Linked DNA regions of Sus scrofa: region 1 is linked to region 2. A link is a contact called in public Hi-C data. All regions are on one chromosome and are shown on one strand. The core of a region is the stretch at or near the end of the contact, and the rest is flanking DNA. Distances in the headings are between cores, read along the strand shown.

Region 1 (3,073 bases), core at 193-2,692, 53 kb after region 2:
TTTCTTCCATTCAAATCACCTGTGGCGGAGTTCCCCTCGTGACTCAGAATCTGATTAGTATCCATGAGGATGCGGGTTCCATTCCTGGCCTTGCTCAGCGGGTTAAGGATCTGGCATTGCCATAAGCTGTGGTGTAAGATCACAGACACAGCTTGGCTCCTGAGTAGCTGTGGCTGTGGTGTAGGCTGGCAGCTGTAGCTCCAATTCCGCCCCTAGCCTGGGAACCTCCACATGCCGTGGGTGCAGCCCTAAAAAGGCAAAAACCAAAAAACTCAAATCCTCTGTGGCTAAAATATTCAGAAAACAAATAATAAATGTTCATAAAACAAAGACCCTTTCAAGCGTTTAAATCCTTGAAGGTTTCAAAGAACTTGTGCACAGGTACGTCTGGGTCCAGCACGCCGGTTCAGCAGCTGCTGGAGTTCTTTGTTCCAATATCCACAAGCAGGCTCCCCCAGGGAGATCCCTCCCAGATCCCTGAGGCCTTCCATCTGGATCCGTCCAAACTCTACCTCCCACAGCTGGCACACCCCTCCCCCTCCTCCGCAGGAGCCCACAGCTGGGGAAACATCCCATAACTGCACAACAAGTGCAACGGGATAGAAAGTCCTATACACCAGGGAGCAGAGCCCTCAGAGCCCCCCATCAGTGAGGGCCAATGGACTTGGAAGCCACCCCAAGCAGCTTCTGCCCAGAACTGGGGGAAACCTCTTGGTTCCCACACACCCACCTTCCAAGGGGAAGACAGGTGCCAGGGGCTGCGGGGGACTATTTACTGCAAAGACCCCTTGGGCCCCCAGCATAAGGTATGCGGAAGGGTGGGGAAGACCAGAACCAGGGCAGAAAAGTGGTTCAGTCTCCACCTGGAAGGAAAGCGTGTCCCAGGGGGCAGGGTTTGGATTGACGGGCAGAGCAGCCCCCCCAGAGGGCTCGTGAGGCCTTGCTGCTCAGTTTCCTTGTTTAAATAACCAGGGTAGGAGTTTCCGCTGGGGCGCAACAGGATGGGCAGCCTCTCTGCAGCGCCAGGATGCGGGTTTGATTCTCTGCCCAGCACAGTGGGTTAAAGCGTCCCACATAGGTTGTGGCTTGGCCTCGGATTGGATCCCTGGCCCAGGAACTCGGTATGCCAGGAGGTGGGCCAAAGAGAAAATACCAACACGGGTCATCATGGGGAGAATAATATCTGTGTCATTAAGTGACATGTGGTATTAAGCACCCAGCAGGGTCTGAACTTGACCGAGGCCCGTTGTTACTTTCCTCCACGTGGCCCTGCCCTCCCCCCATGCACAGAGGCATCCCTTCCTGCCCCCCAGGGCCTGGAAGACGCCTTTAAGCAGAGACCCCAGGGCCAGCAGAGCCCGCAGGGAGAGTGTACATTCAGGTCCCGCCCCCGCCCCCGGGCCAAGGTCAGGGTCGGGGCCAGCGCATGACTGCCAGGCTCCAAGGTTAAAAATGACCACAACAGTGCAGGAAACACTGTGGCTGCAGCAGAAAACCCTAGGGCCTGTTTGTATAGTGTATTTCTGGCCCAGCAAACGGGCATTGTGCAAATTAAGCAAATAAACAGCCGTCTTGGCCTTGGGCTCAAAAGATTTTGGGCATCCTTCTGTTTCCCCCCAGCTGGTGTCTCCCCTGTGGCTCAGGCCAGAAGTCAAGAGAATTCTTTGATCCCTCTCTCTCCCACCCCTACGCCCACCTCTGCAAGTCCAGCCGCTCCTGTTTTTCCGAACCCGCTCCGGGGAGCGCTCTCCTGGCCAGAGCCCCGGCCACAGACTCTGTCTATGGAACAATCCAGCAACCCCATCTCACCCCCAGGCCGTGTCCCACTGTAGCTGGGGTGGGGAATGGGGTCTTTACACACCATAGACCGGCCGATGCCCCCTCACCCCCGACACAGCCCCACCCCTTCACTGCCTCCCCCTGAGGCAGCTCCCTCAGCTGGGGTCTCTCACCTTTTCCCAGAGTCTCCCACTTGCTCATGCCGACGCTCCAGCCTCACCGGCTCCCCCTCCTGAAACATGACGGAACCCCTGCCCCCTGCAGACTGCCCTTCTTCCTCTTCTTTTTTCTGTTTTTATACTTTTTAGGGCCGCACCTGTGGCACATGGAGGTTCCCAGGCTAAGGGTCGAAAAAGAGCTGCAGCTGTTGGCCTACACCACAGCCACAACAATGCCGGATCCTTAACCTCCTGGGTGAGGCCAGGGATCGAAACTGCAACCTCATGGAGACTAGTCAGGGTCCTTCCCGCTGAGCCACAACGGGAACTCCAAGCCTCCCTTCATCTGTCGGCTTTGTGACGCTTTCTCCTCACCAAAAGCCCCTCCTCCATGGGGTCCGTGCCCCAGGCCTCCCCGCCCACCCACGGGAGGCTCAAGTCCCCTTATTTACACCCTCCAGAGCAGCTATTGACTCTCCCTTTGGTCTGCTCCCCACAAGGATGCGGGGGCAGGCACACAATCTTGGTGACTTGTGTGCCCTCCCGGCCCAGTGCCGGGCACAGAGCCGGTGCTCTGGTAGCATTTCCTGGCCAACTGTCTGCGTGACCAAATAGGTGCAAGAAGGAAGACTTTGCTGAATGAATGACACCTTATGGCCACGCACCTTCTCTGTCTCCAAGAGAGAGCGCCAGGGCCGGATGGGGAGAAAGCAGACACCACAATCGGATTCTGGGCCGCCTTAGAGCCCCAGGAGAATCTGAGAGAACCCAGCGAGCAGTGCACAGCCCCGCCACCCTCCAAGCTGTCTGCATTTCTTCTGTCCTTGTCCCCTCGTCAGCAAAGCTTCAATGACCTCCTACCATGGGCCAGACGTGGTTCCAGGCACTGAGGACGCAAACAGCCCCTGCTCTCAAGGACCAGGCATTCAGTGGGGGGCAGGAGACCCCAAAAGAGGGAGCAACTGAGCGTGAAGTGAGTGCAGCGTGGGACAGCGGGGAGCAGGGCACTGGGATGGAGTGACATCCTCGGATGCAGTGGGACTGGGGAGAGCAGGCAAGTTCCCCACCTTCTCGGCCTCAGTCTCTTCATCTGGGAAATGGGCTGATGACAATCTTGCCTCCAGGGCACCCTTAGT
Region 2 (3,263 bases), core at 683-3,182:
CCTCTGTGCTCCCTGGCACTTGTCACATTGAGTCAGTTATCACATAGGACTGCAAGCCTTTGTGGGCGTCTCTCTGTCTCTCTCTCCCTCTCTGTTTCTCTCTCTCTGTCTCTCTCTCTGTTTCTCTCTCTCTGTCTCTCTGTCTCTCTCTGTCTCTGTCTCTCTCTCTCTCTCTCTCTCTCTCTCTCTCTCTCTCTCTCTCTCGTGTGTGTGTGTGTGTGTGTGTGTGTGTGTGTGTGTGTGTGTGTGTGTGTGTGTGTCTTTTTAGGGCTGCACCTACAGCATGTGGAAGTTCCCAGGCTAGGGGTCCAGTCAGAGCTGCAGTTGTTGGCCTATGCCACAGCCATAGGAACACGGGATCCAAGCCACATCTGCAACCTACACCACAGCTCATGGCGATACTGGATCCCTAACCCGCTGAGTGAGGTCAGGGATCGAACCTGCATCCTCATGGATGGTAATCAGGTTCTTGACTGCTGAGCCACTTGGTTAACTCCTATTGGCTTCTCCTGACCACACTTTCCAACAGTATGATGAGAAAAATAGTTCACCTTCCTGCAAGGTTATGCTTTGCCCTCTCTCTGGAAGGGGGAAGAGTTACAGCCCCCATGAGTCCAGCGTGTCACCTGCAGAAACTAAGAGCCGGTCTGGAGTTTGAAGCATAGCCTTACAATGAGGCCCAGGGCTAGCCTAGAGTCAGACTCAGAAGAGGACCAGGCTACTTGCTTCGGGCCTTAGCGATCTTTGCTGAACCTCAGGAATTCACACAGGTCCTGACCGCACCAGCCGGGCGTAGATAAAACCACTGTTTACAAAGCACCAGCGTGCTCCCGAAACAAGAGTCCTGATTCCACTCTTGGGTGCCTCCGAACCAGTTACTTTATCGGTAAAAGGGGGCATGGAAGAACTGGGTAAAATAAAATATGCAATAGCACGTTTCAAGCGGCACGAAGCTTGGGCTCCACCGCGGTGCTCGCTTTGAAGGCTTAGCTCCGCGGCTCCAAGTTTCCCCACATTAAGAGACAATCACGAAAAACAAAGTGGAGGCATCAATCCTGCGAAGCTTGCCGCTTCCGCTAGACAGTGGCGAAACTTGCTTGCGCCCTGGCAGCCCCCTGAGGACCGAGACCCCTGTCGCAGCTCCTCCTGAGCGCAGGCTCTGAAAGAGCCGGTGGGAGGCGGAAGGCCAGCCGCCCCCGGAAAGAGGCCTGGGCCCCTGCGTCTGCTGTCGGAGGCGAGCGCCCTCCCTCCGCCTTTCCTTCGCCCCTGCCCCCTCCCCGCCTCAGCTCCCACTTTCCCGGCTGGGGAAGGATCCGACCCAGAACCCAGCCGGCCCCCACCCGCCGCGTTCCGAGCCCACCCCCCGGGGCCCTACCTGTCCCGCAGGTGCCCGCGGCGCAGCCCCAGGGCGGTGCACTCGGCCTCGCTCACCGGCACCCCCTTGCACGACTTGACCGGGTAGATCCAGAGCTGCGACACGGTGCCCACCTGCTGCAGCCGCCGGCGCCGCCGCCGCCGCCTGGGCCGCGCGCGGCTCCAGGCGACGGCCCCCAGCGCCGCCGCGGCCAGTCCCAGCGCGGCGAGCCCGAGCCCGGGCCGAAGTAGCGCGGGGAGGCGGAGGCGGAGGCGGACCAGCGGGGACGAGCCGGCGGCGCCCATGACCCCGGCGAGCGCGGGCGCGGCGGGGACTCGCGCAGGGCCCACGGGGACGCGCCTGCCGCAGCGGGGCCGCGAGTCCAGAGGAAGGGCCGCTCCTGAAGCGGTTCCGGGCGGGTCAGAGTATGGCGTCCTCCTCGGGAGAGTGGCCCCGGGGCTGCCGAGGGGGAGAGGCGGGGGCTCAGCTTCCACGCGGTCTACGTCCCGGCTTCCTCCCCTTCCTCCGCCCTGACGCTGCAGAACTAGGTGCCCTCCCGGGGACCGCTACTAACGACCGTTTTATTTATTTACTTATTCGTAGGTTAAATAATAACCTAAAATAAACAAACAAAAAAAACTTTGCAGGACAAAATGTAATTTTGCTATATTAGAAATCTGGCAGCAGGCAGACCCACGTCTTGGGGACAGTGCGGAGAGGGGGGGGGGCACCAGCGGCTGTCAGTCACCCTCCCCCTCTGCCAGCTGGGGCGTGGGAGCTTCTGGCCAGTGGGACTCTGAGAGCAAAGGCCTGCGACCAGGACCTCAGGACCTGCAAGTTGAGGAGAGCGGGGAAGGAGCCGGCTGTCCCCGTGGTGCCAGGGCAGCAGCCTGCAGCTCAGGGCACCAGCGGGACTCCTCTAGGTCCTCTGGGCACAAAGCCTCCGAGTACCGGCTTCATTTTCCAGGAACTGCCCTGGGAAAGAAGCATTGGCACAAGGTCCTAAGGCTTCTTCCCGGCAGCAGGAAATGTCACCCATCCTACTTGTAAGGCACTGACTTCAGACACCTGTCACTTCAAAAATCAAGCCATCGGGAGTTCCTGTTGTGGTTCAGTGGTTAATGAATCCGACTAGGAACCATGAGGTTTTGGGTTCGATCCCTGGCCTCACTCAATGGGTTAACGATCTGCCGTTGCCATGAGCTGTGGTGTAGGTCGCACACTCGGCTAGGATCCCGAGTTGCTGCAGCTGTGGTGTAGGCCAGCAGCTACAGCTCGGATTTGACCCCTAGCCTGGGAGCCTCCATATGCTGCAGGTTCTGCCCTAAAAAGAAAACAACCAACCAAAAAATACAAATAGAACGTCAAACGCAGGGCAAGGAAAAGGCCATCAGCTGAACAAGAGGCAAAATGGATAGAAGTGAGTGGATTTTTATTGCGGTGGAATATACACAACACGACATTTGCCACTTGCCCATTTCCAAGTGTAGATGCAGAGCAGTGAGTACGTTCCCACGAGTGGATCACCCACGCAAGCGGGGGGTGTCTTACATTACAGGGGGACCGTCTCTGTCTCCCAAGGTTGGCAAATCCACCTTCCCCAGGCAGCCACCCTCAGGACCCACTGGGCTAAGATCTGTCCTTGGATGTTGTCCCTCAGCCTAAACATTGCTCCCTAAACAGAGTATGTCTGTCCTATCTTTTCTCTTCTCACTCCAGGGACGCCCCCCTCCCCCACTCCTGTGACATCCAGGAACTGGGTTCAGAGTCCACCACTGAGGCTTGTCAACGATCTCCTCCCAGAACAAGGGGAGAAGTAGCGGCTTGGATGAATCCGCCTTCCCCCTGGAGTCCCTGTTTGGCTCGAGTAATGAAATCAACTAGGATCCACGAGGAAGCAGGTTCGATC

What was found. A called contact is a pair of places that touch in the nucleus more often than the background predicts.
Region 1: a Hi-C map of liver shows a contact between it and region 2, with 1.6 times the contacts expected there. The contact joins the enhancer-like site here to the promoter of MARC1 in region 2. A contact is called at or near these places in 2 of 5 promoter capture datasets (fetal liver and liver), 11 of 47 Hi-C or Micro-C datasets (alveolar macrophages, liver, mesenteric adipose tissue and 3 more) and 1 of 2 datasets of contacts at active chromatin or transcription factors (skeletal muscle).

The regions. Positions count from the first base shown.
Region 1 is chr10:10,135,795-10,138,867 of Sscrofa11.1, reverse strand. All of the region lies in intron 2 of LOC106505085 (a long non-coding RNA gene), which reads right to left. Among named protein-coding and RNA genes, the nearest start is that of MARC2, 19 kb to the left of the region's middle. Within about 2 kb of position 1,442, at least 9 of the 83 cell types and tissues checked have an H3K27ac peak or open chromatin away from gene starts, as enhancers often do. A contact at or near this core is called in fetal liver and liver, where this site is marked.
Region 2 is chr10:10,189,430-10,192,692 of Sscrofa11.1, reverse strand. It overlaps MARC1 (mitochondrial amidoxime-reducing component 1), which reads right to left and starts at 1,932. Exons shown (of 9, transcript XR_002336192.1): 1 at 1,376-1,932. All of the region lies in intron 5 of MARC2 (a long non-coding RNA gene), which reads right to left.